Linked DNA regions of Triticum aestivum: region 2 is linked to region 1. Evidence: chromatin contacts called from public Hi-C data. All regions are on one chromosome and are shown on one strand. Each heading gives the region's core, a stretch centred on a gene start, on an enhancer-like site or on the middle of the called end of the contact. The rest is flanking DNA. Distances are from core to core; before and after follow the strand shown.

Evidence for each region. Hi-C and Micro-C count contacts between places; a contact is called where the count stands out from the background.
Region 2: a contact with region 1 is called in a Hi-C map of leaf, with 5 times the contacts expected there. The contact joins the promoter of LOC123078109 here to the promoter of LOC123078107 in region 1. A contact is called at or near these places in 2 of 5 Hi-C or Micro-C datasets (both in leaf).

Annotation. Positions count from the first base shown.
Region 1 is chr3D:171,901,072-171,905,204 of IWGSC CS RefSeq v2.1, reverse strand. It overlaps LOC123078107 (phosphatidylinositol transfer protein 3), which reads left to right and starts at 2,097. Exons shown (of 6, transcript XM_044500506.1): 1 at 2,097-2,476; 2 at 3,293-3,415; 3 at 3,504-3,686; 4 at 4,019-4,117. The coding sequence starts at 3,341.
Region 2 is chr3D:172,581,252-172,585,145 of IWGSC CS RefSeq v2.1, reverse strand. It overlaps LOC123078109 (pre-mRNA-splicing factor SPF27 homolog), which reads right to left and starts at 2,193. Exons shown (of 7, transcript XM_044500510.1): 1 at 1,822-2,193. The coding sequence starts at 2,070.

The DNA of each region.
Region 1 (4,133 bases), core at 848-3,347:
AGGCCCCCTGGGAGGGGGGCGCCGGCCAGATCCCATCTAGGGTGGGGGGCGGCGGCCAAAGGGGGGGAAGGGGTTGCCTTGCCCCCCAAGGCAAGGGGGAAGCCCCCCCACCCTAGGGTTCCCAACCCTAGGCGCATGGGGGGAGGCCCAAGGGGGCGCCCCAGCCCACTAAGGGTTGGTTCCCTTCCACTTTCAGCCCACGGGGCCCTCCGGGATAGGTGGCCCCACCCGGTGGACCCCCGGGACCCTTCCGGTGGTCCCGGTACAATACCGGTAACCCCCGAAACTTTCCCGGTGGCCGAAACTTGACTTCCTATATATAATTCTTCACCTCCGGACCATTCCGGAACCTCTTGTGACGTCCGGGATCTCATCCGAGACTCCGAACAACTTTCGGGTTTCCGCATACACATATCTCTACAACCCTAGCGTCACCGAACCTTAAGTGTGTAGACCCTACGGGTTCGGGAGACATGCAGACATGACTGAGACGCCTCTCCGGTCAATAACCAACAGCGGGATCTGGATACCCATGTTGGCTCCCACATGTTCCACGATGATCTCATCGGATGAACCACGGTGTCGAGGATTCAATCAATCCCGTATGCAATTCCCTTTGTCAATCGGTATGTTACTTGCCCGAGATTCGATCGTCAGTATCCCAATACCTTGTTCAATCTCGTTACCGGCAAGTCTCTTTACTCGTACCGCAATGCATGATCACGTGACTAACGCCTTAGTCACATTGAGCTCATTATGATGATGCATTACCGAGTGGGCCCAGAGATACCTCTCCGTCACACGGAGTGACAAATCCCAGTCTCGATCCGTGCCAACCCAACAGACACTTTCGGAGATACCCGTAGTGCACCTTTATAGTCACCCAGTTACGTTGTGACGTTTGGCACACCCAAAGCACTCCTACGGTATCCGGGAGTTGCACGATCTCATGGTCTAAGGAAAAGATACTTGACATTGGAAAAGCTCTAGCAAACGAAACTACACGATCTTTTATGCTATGCTTAGGATTGGGTCTTGTCCATCACATCATTCTCCTAATGATGTGATCCCGTTATCAATGACATCCAATGTCCATAGTCAGGAAACCATGACTATCTGTTGATCAACGAGCTAGTCAACTAGAGGCTTGCTAGGGACACGTTGTGGTCTATGTATTCACACATGTATTACGATTTCCGGACAATACAATTATAGCATGAACAATAGACAATTACCATGAACAAAGAAATATAATAATAATCATTTATTATTGCCTCTAGGGCATATTTCCAACAGCAGTGCCGTCCCCACCTTGAAGGTGATGCCTGGGTGCCCATGGTAGCTACCAGGGTTGAAGCCGGAGGTGGTGGTCGCATTGGTATCTACGAGAAGGATTTCGGCAATGTGTCTATGGTTATAGATTTTCACGGTGCAATTACTCCGTTGTTAGTATCTCTTGGATGACATCTTCTCCGAGTCTGACTGATTTCTACTGTTCACTCGTCGACTTCTAAGCGCTAAGGATGGATGACGCGTTGACCCAGCCTGGCTGAAGTCAAGGCGTGCTTTCAAGGTATTCTGTTTTGGTCGTGATGCAGTCTTTAAGCTTCGAGTCTTGTTTGTTTTTAAGTTGCTTACCAAAGGGGCCATGTGGTTTTGAGCTCCGAGTCTTGCCTCCTCACCATACCTGGCTTGGGGTTTGACTAGGCGAGTTATTTTGTTGTTGTAATCGTGGTGTTGTGCATGCCAAAATGCATTGTATGAGTTGCTTGACTTTTCTTCTATGATATTGATCTCTCTCTTTAATGTATCCTTGAAAAGAAATATTACACGGGTCTTTAAAATCCCTCTCTTTAATGCTTCTTTTTCAGATGATAGGCATATTACAGATACTTTGCGAAAGAAACATCAAGCGAATCCTTATAGGATAGGTGTGCGAGCATGCTTTCATAGGATGAGTATATGTGCGTATGTGAGCATCCGAGTATGCAGTGTGTTAAAGAAAAGAGAAATATTATTTGACTTTCTTTTTGGACTTTTATACCTTGCAAATCCTTCCTTCGCTATAAGAAAAATCTGGAGGAGCATCCCCTGCCGAGCACCTCCTAGTGAAACCGACGCGCGGCGCCTCCACGGCCGCTGCGGCAGACACCTGACGGCTGACGCGCCAACGCCTGGCTGGTGCTCCTACCGCACGGTGGCGAGGCGACTTTCCGCCCCTCCGCCCGCCCGGTCTCGCACGCCACGCGTACGCCGCGAAGGACTCTTCTCCCTCCCCTCCACCGCCCCGCTTTATCCCTCCTCCGGCTACCCCACTAGGCCACTACCGCTCGGCCCTCTCAGCTGCTCCACATTTCCTCCACGGCTGCTCCTCACGGGGGATCCTTCCGAGAACTTGCGGTGCCTGGCGACCGATCTCGGCGTGTGGTGTCGCCCGTCCTCGCCGGCGCCGAGAAGCGGGATCCCGATTCCCGAGGTGCGTGGCCGCCGCCTGCCATCCCGGTTCCTCCTGTTTGAATGGTTCAGGCAGACGCGTGAACTGTTGCTGTGTGCTCTTTGGTTTTTTATAGAGGCCGGTTCGATTGTAGATTTCTGGGGTTCTAGATCCCTCGTCGGCGCTTGTCTGGTGTTGTTTTGGACGATTGGATGTGAGGAAATTTGGTAGATTTCGATCTGCTCCTCCTGGAATTCTACCGATTTTTTCGCTGGTTACGCTCCTGGAAGGTAGGAACCGCAGGTAGTTTTTAGCCTGGACTTGATCTCGACCTGTTTGTTCTTCAGCCCACCGACAGCTGTGTGTGGCATCAGTAGATCCAGTTCTACGGGGAGAAAGGGACAGCTGAAGCGTATATAAATATTCCACAGCGTTATCGCGTCTTGATCGTAAGGTGTTCCATCAGGCACCAGTATTATAACCGACGCTACAGTGGAATTAGTGCCTTGTGCTTATAGGTTCCTCTCCTCCCATTTCCTTTCGCAAAAAAAAGAGGTTCCTCCCATTTCAGAGGTTCCCATGGTTTGTGGCTCATCCTGTTAATTTCCTCTCTTTTTTCAGCGGCTCTTGGAGCTGTGCGTTTTTTTATTATGAATTTCTTAGTTTTTTTTTGTTCTAGCTACAAACCAAATTTTGTTAGTTTTGTACTACGTTGTTACCTGAATTTTTAGTTATGTCACACTCCTTCCATCACACTGGCTTACTGAGTTGTCATTCTGTTCCTTCGCCAGTTTTTCTTCCCATACGAAGATGGAGATAATTTATGCGCATTCATCCGTGCGATAATATTTTTTGCAGGTGTTTCAGTTACATATCTGATAGAGTCGTCCCCCTTTAGTTGGCAAAATGTCATTTCTATGGAAGTCAAGCAATGGTGGTACAACGGAGAAAACCTTGACCTTGGAAGAACAGCAAGAGAAAGTAAGATGCCACTCTTCAACTTTAGAGCTCTATTTGTCTCAACTGAAGTACTTAATCTTAAGGCCATTTGGCTGTTCTATTTACCAAGCAGATAAATGAGGTACGAAAGCAACTTGAAGAACCCTCGTCACTAGCAATACAGGGTTTCCTTTCGGATGCCTCGATACTGAGATTCCTTCGAGCTAGAAACTGGAATGTGCAGAAATCGAGTAAAATGCTGAAATCAGCTGTGAAGTGGCGGGCAGCATACAAGCCAGAAATGATTTCCTGGGTACGTCTGGTTTAACCAATTCTTATGTTCATGTTCGATTGTAGATTCATGCGTTTATTGGCAAAACAAAAGAGCAGTGTAATTAAGACATCGACGAGAAGTTGGAAGAGCAGGTTGTACTCGAGAAGCATGCAGAGTAAGTTTAGTGTAGGAGGAATAAGCTTTGTCAGTGACAGTAACACACCACTGTGCTGATTGAATGATATGGGTATTAATGAACTGTTGGCTGAAAACATTATAGTGCAAAAGAAGATTGTTCTTGATACTTCAGAAGTTACTTGTATTTCCTGGTTTTCAAGGTAATATAAGCTTTTCATCCTTTCAATATCCAGGAAGAAATTGCACATGAAGCAGAGACTGGAAAGATATATAGGGCTGACTACAAGGACACACTTGGAAGAACTGTTCTTGTTCTGAGGCCAGGTTTAGAGGTTAGCTCATTCACTG
Region 2 (3,894 bases), core at 944-3,443, 680 kb before region 1:
TCAGATATGCAATTTATGTTGGGCATGTCCGTTCATGTATGTATACGAAACACTTGACTACTCAGCTTACTGAACTGCTAAGACATATAAGGTGTTGCAAACAAATGAAGAAAAAGCCTAACTACACAGTACACACACTAATAGTTGTGTTCAGAGACACATCCAAACATAACATAACTGCTCGATGAGGTCCAACATAGATGTAGTTCCTAGCTGGTTTTTAGTTTGCAAATACTTCCGGCTGTTCATTAGGCAACAGTTCCACCAAATTTGTGTTTTAGTTGCTTACCGGCAGTGGCATTAGAGAGTGTGGCACATGACTGACAGAGGAGAAACTTTCTAAAAACATGGTACAAACTCCCCATGTTCTATGTGCATGGAGCTAATATAACATCTATTTTAGATAGTAAGAACTCTGCAATTCAAAGTGAGAATGTCTTTTCAATCTAGCTATCGTTCAGCTACGTGTGAGGTTTTTCTGTAAGAAAATTGCTCAGTGTATGCTCCAAGCACTAAAATTTACCACCTCTAGTCATACAATTGAATGTCTAAAATAGTGTGTTAATCTTGGTGCAGATTGCTTGTAATTTTAGCTTGATGCATACAGCAGAAGGGATGAACTAATGTACCAGATTTTGAAATGGTTTGCACCTACTTACAATACAAAATACTAATTTATATAATACCGAGGACAATAAGTGCATGCTTCCAGCTTAGTGGAAGTATGCGACAACGAAAAACAATAATATTTTAAGCAGGTTCAGCCTTTCTCCAGCCATTACAATATGAAAGGAATGAACTTCGTAGCTAAACAACGTGACAGCCTACACTAGGGTCCGAAAATTCAACAGCAATCTTCATCAGACAATACAGCAAAATTACTTCATTTTTTTACACAAATCAATTAGAATTCATAGTGTTCTTTAATGTTCAACAGCAAAAGGTGCATATTTCATCTTAAATGGTTCAACGTTGATCCCATCAAAACAGCTATTCACTGTTGATAGGGAAAACATCCAGCGGTAATTTGCTCTTGAAATCAAATTCGTAGTACTTTTCAACTAAATTGTCTGATACAGGTTTATAGCAATAGCACAGAGTGATTGGTTGAATGAAAAATTGAGAACGTAAGATATCCTTAAGCATACACCAACCATATAAGACTGAACCAACATAGTTGAGTCCTTTCTTCTGGGTAACTGAGTGTGGTATTCTGCAACGTTGTTCCCCGAGTACGCATCCGACAGGGAAAATTTATTTCAGACCAGTTCTACCTACGACTCCCAATTCCATATGACAACCTATCAGCCTACAGCTCCCAATTGCATATGACAACGTACTAGCCTACAACTCCCAATTGCATATGGTAACCTCTTAGCCTACAGCTCCCAATTGCATATGGCAACCTCTTAGCCTACAGCTCCCAATTGCATATATAGTCCTCGAAAGAGCTATTTCCCAGCTAAAGTCGTGATGATGCTGGAATAATTTGTAAACAACCTAAACATTAAAGGCCTGTTCGGACTCCCTCCTGCTCTCCAACTCCGCTCCGGAGCGGAGCAACATGCAGTGTTAATTTGAGGAGCTGCTAATACGGTACTCCACCCGCTCCGCTCCCGAGTGGAGGAGTGGAGGGCTACCGAACACAGCCTAACTATGTCGAAACTCCAAAAGCTAAAATAAAAAAGAAATAAAACCTCAGTGCAATCCTTCTAAGCAGTATACAAGTATAAATCTTCGGCGGCTTGGCCCTAATTGTCTCCTCAGACCGCTAAGCGTTGGATCAGCGTCCTAAAAACAATAGAGGGCGCAAGAACCCACCTCGAATCCAATGATGGGAACGGGGGGCAAGTCACGGAGGAAGTCGGCGGGCTTGCGGTGAGCCCGGCGCATCTCCTCCTCGACGAGGCGGTCAACCTCGCGCTTCACCGCAGGGTCGCCGTAGTCCCCGTCGATGTAGGGCAGCGCGTCCACCGTCTCAGCGTCCGGAGGCGGGCGCCAAGGCACACCCGCAGCCTCGGACGGTGGCGCCTCCAGCATAAGCACCTCCCTCGTCGCCGACGAGGCCATCACGGCGGCCGCGCGTGAGCAGGTAGCCGCGAGCCAGAGAGAGAGGGAGCGGGCGCGGTGTAGGTTAGGGCGTCGCGCCGGGGATCAATGGGGCTGGAGGAAGAAGCTCAACGCGCATGGGCCGCTTTGCGTTTTGGGCTACGTAGGTCATTAAATGTTTTCAACCGAGAGCGAGCAGAGAGACGCGCGTTCGTGGGTACCACTCGGCGGCGTTTAAGGCCCAGTTCTTTGGGCGGCTTTTCCATAAAGCCGTTCCACCCAGCCTCTTAAGCCCTTCTCAAAAAAAAACCCCCCAGCCTCTTAAGCAGCTCTTTCATATTTTTTTTCGCTTCTCAACTAGTAAGGGATAAACTCCACTAAAAAAATAGTAAGGGATAAACGACCACATGACACATGTGGTAAGCAATCCAAACAATTAAAAAAATAAGGAATAAACGAGCTTAGATTAAAAGAAAATTCTCGCAGAAAAAAGATTTTAAAAAAATGTTCATGTTTTAATAGTTTATAATTTTTTAAAATATCATGATTTTAAAAAAGTGAATGTGATAAAAATAAAAACACAAAAACCAAAGACAGAGCAAAACTTAGCGGAAAAACATAGAAAAAATAAACACAAACAAAAACTACCCTGGAAAAACCAACCTTCTAGAAGGCTCTCAAGACGGTGGGGAAAAATCTACCTGTGCCAGCCCACATAGGAGACTACTAGCACATATGCCCATGCGTTGCAGCGGGAGAGATATTTCTTTGCGAGAAGCAATGGGAGAGATAATTGATGTGTCCATAAAAACGATCTCCATAGCGGTGCGACAGAGAGAGGAGTTGTGGTCTTCTCACGGGTCATGTTTGTCCCGCGAGATCTTGATAGTGTTGGGTTAGTCGGCGTGGCAGCAACCATCCAACTCGTGCCTTTTTTTTCCTCCGGGCCCGCCTTTGTCTCGGGGTTTTTTCTGCCTCCTCATTTGGTAGCTATGCGGCGACCTTCGAGGCATGGTTGTTTCGACCACTCTCTCTTACGATGGCATAACCGGATGGATTACTAATTCTAGCTCATAAATCCCGTTTCATAGTGCATAATCAGACATCAATGTCCCTTCTTTATTAGAGTTTATTCTCTTTTATTATTTTAACGCTCACGTGCCCACAATTTTTTTATTCGAGCCAAACCAAAATATTATCTTTTATTGGCCCAAGAAAAAAATTGCTCCGTCGGGCGACCTAGTAGGGGAGTGCGCCTAAGGCCCAATACTGCCTGTGCGATGGAGCAATTTTTTTTCTTGGGCCAACTACATGGGGGCTACTATATGACGCTAGTTGCGTAAAATAGCACGTGGGACGCACATCAGTTCGTGTATGGACCAGCACACTAGTAGGCTCCAAGACGACTTGTGTTTGTAAGGCATAAAAAATCCAAAAAATGATAAGTTGAAGGATCGAAATCATGCCCTCAAAGACCTGCCTACGTGTTGCTAGCCACTCGAAGAGACAAGTCCAACCAACCAATGGCCAGCTCAAACATTTAAGATCATACTCCAATGTCAGATTGGAAACAATTTTTGTTTTTTATTTTTTCTAAAATATAAATTGCTGAATATTCTTGGAAACATGAATAATTTTGAAAATCCCAAACATTTTTTTGAAATTATTTACATTTTTAAAAATACAAAACAAAATTTGAAACAGTCAAAATTCGGAATTTTATTTGAAAACATGACCTTTTATAATAACTTGAAAAATTAATAATTCATGATTTTTTAAAAAGGAAACATATTTTGAACATTCAAAATAATTTTTTAAAATGTGTTTCTTTAAACTTGGCAATGC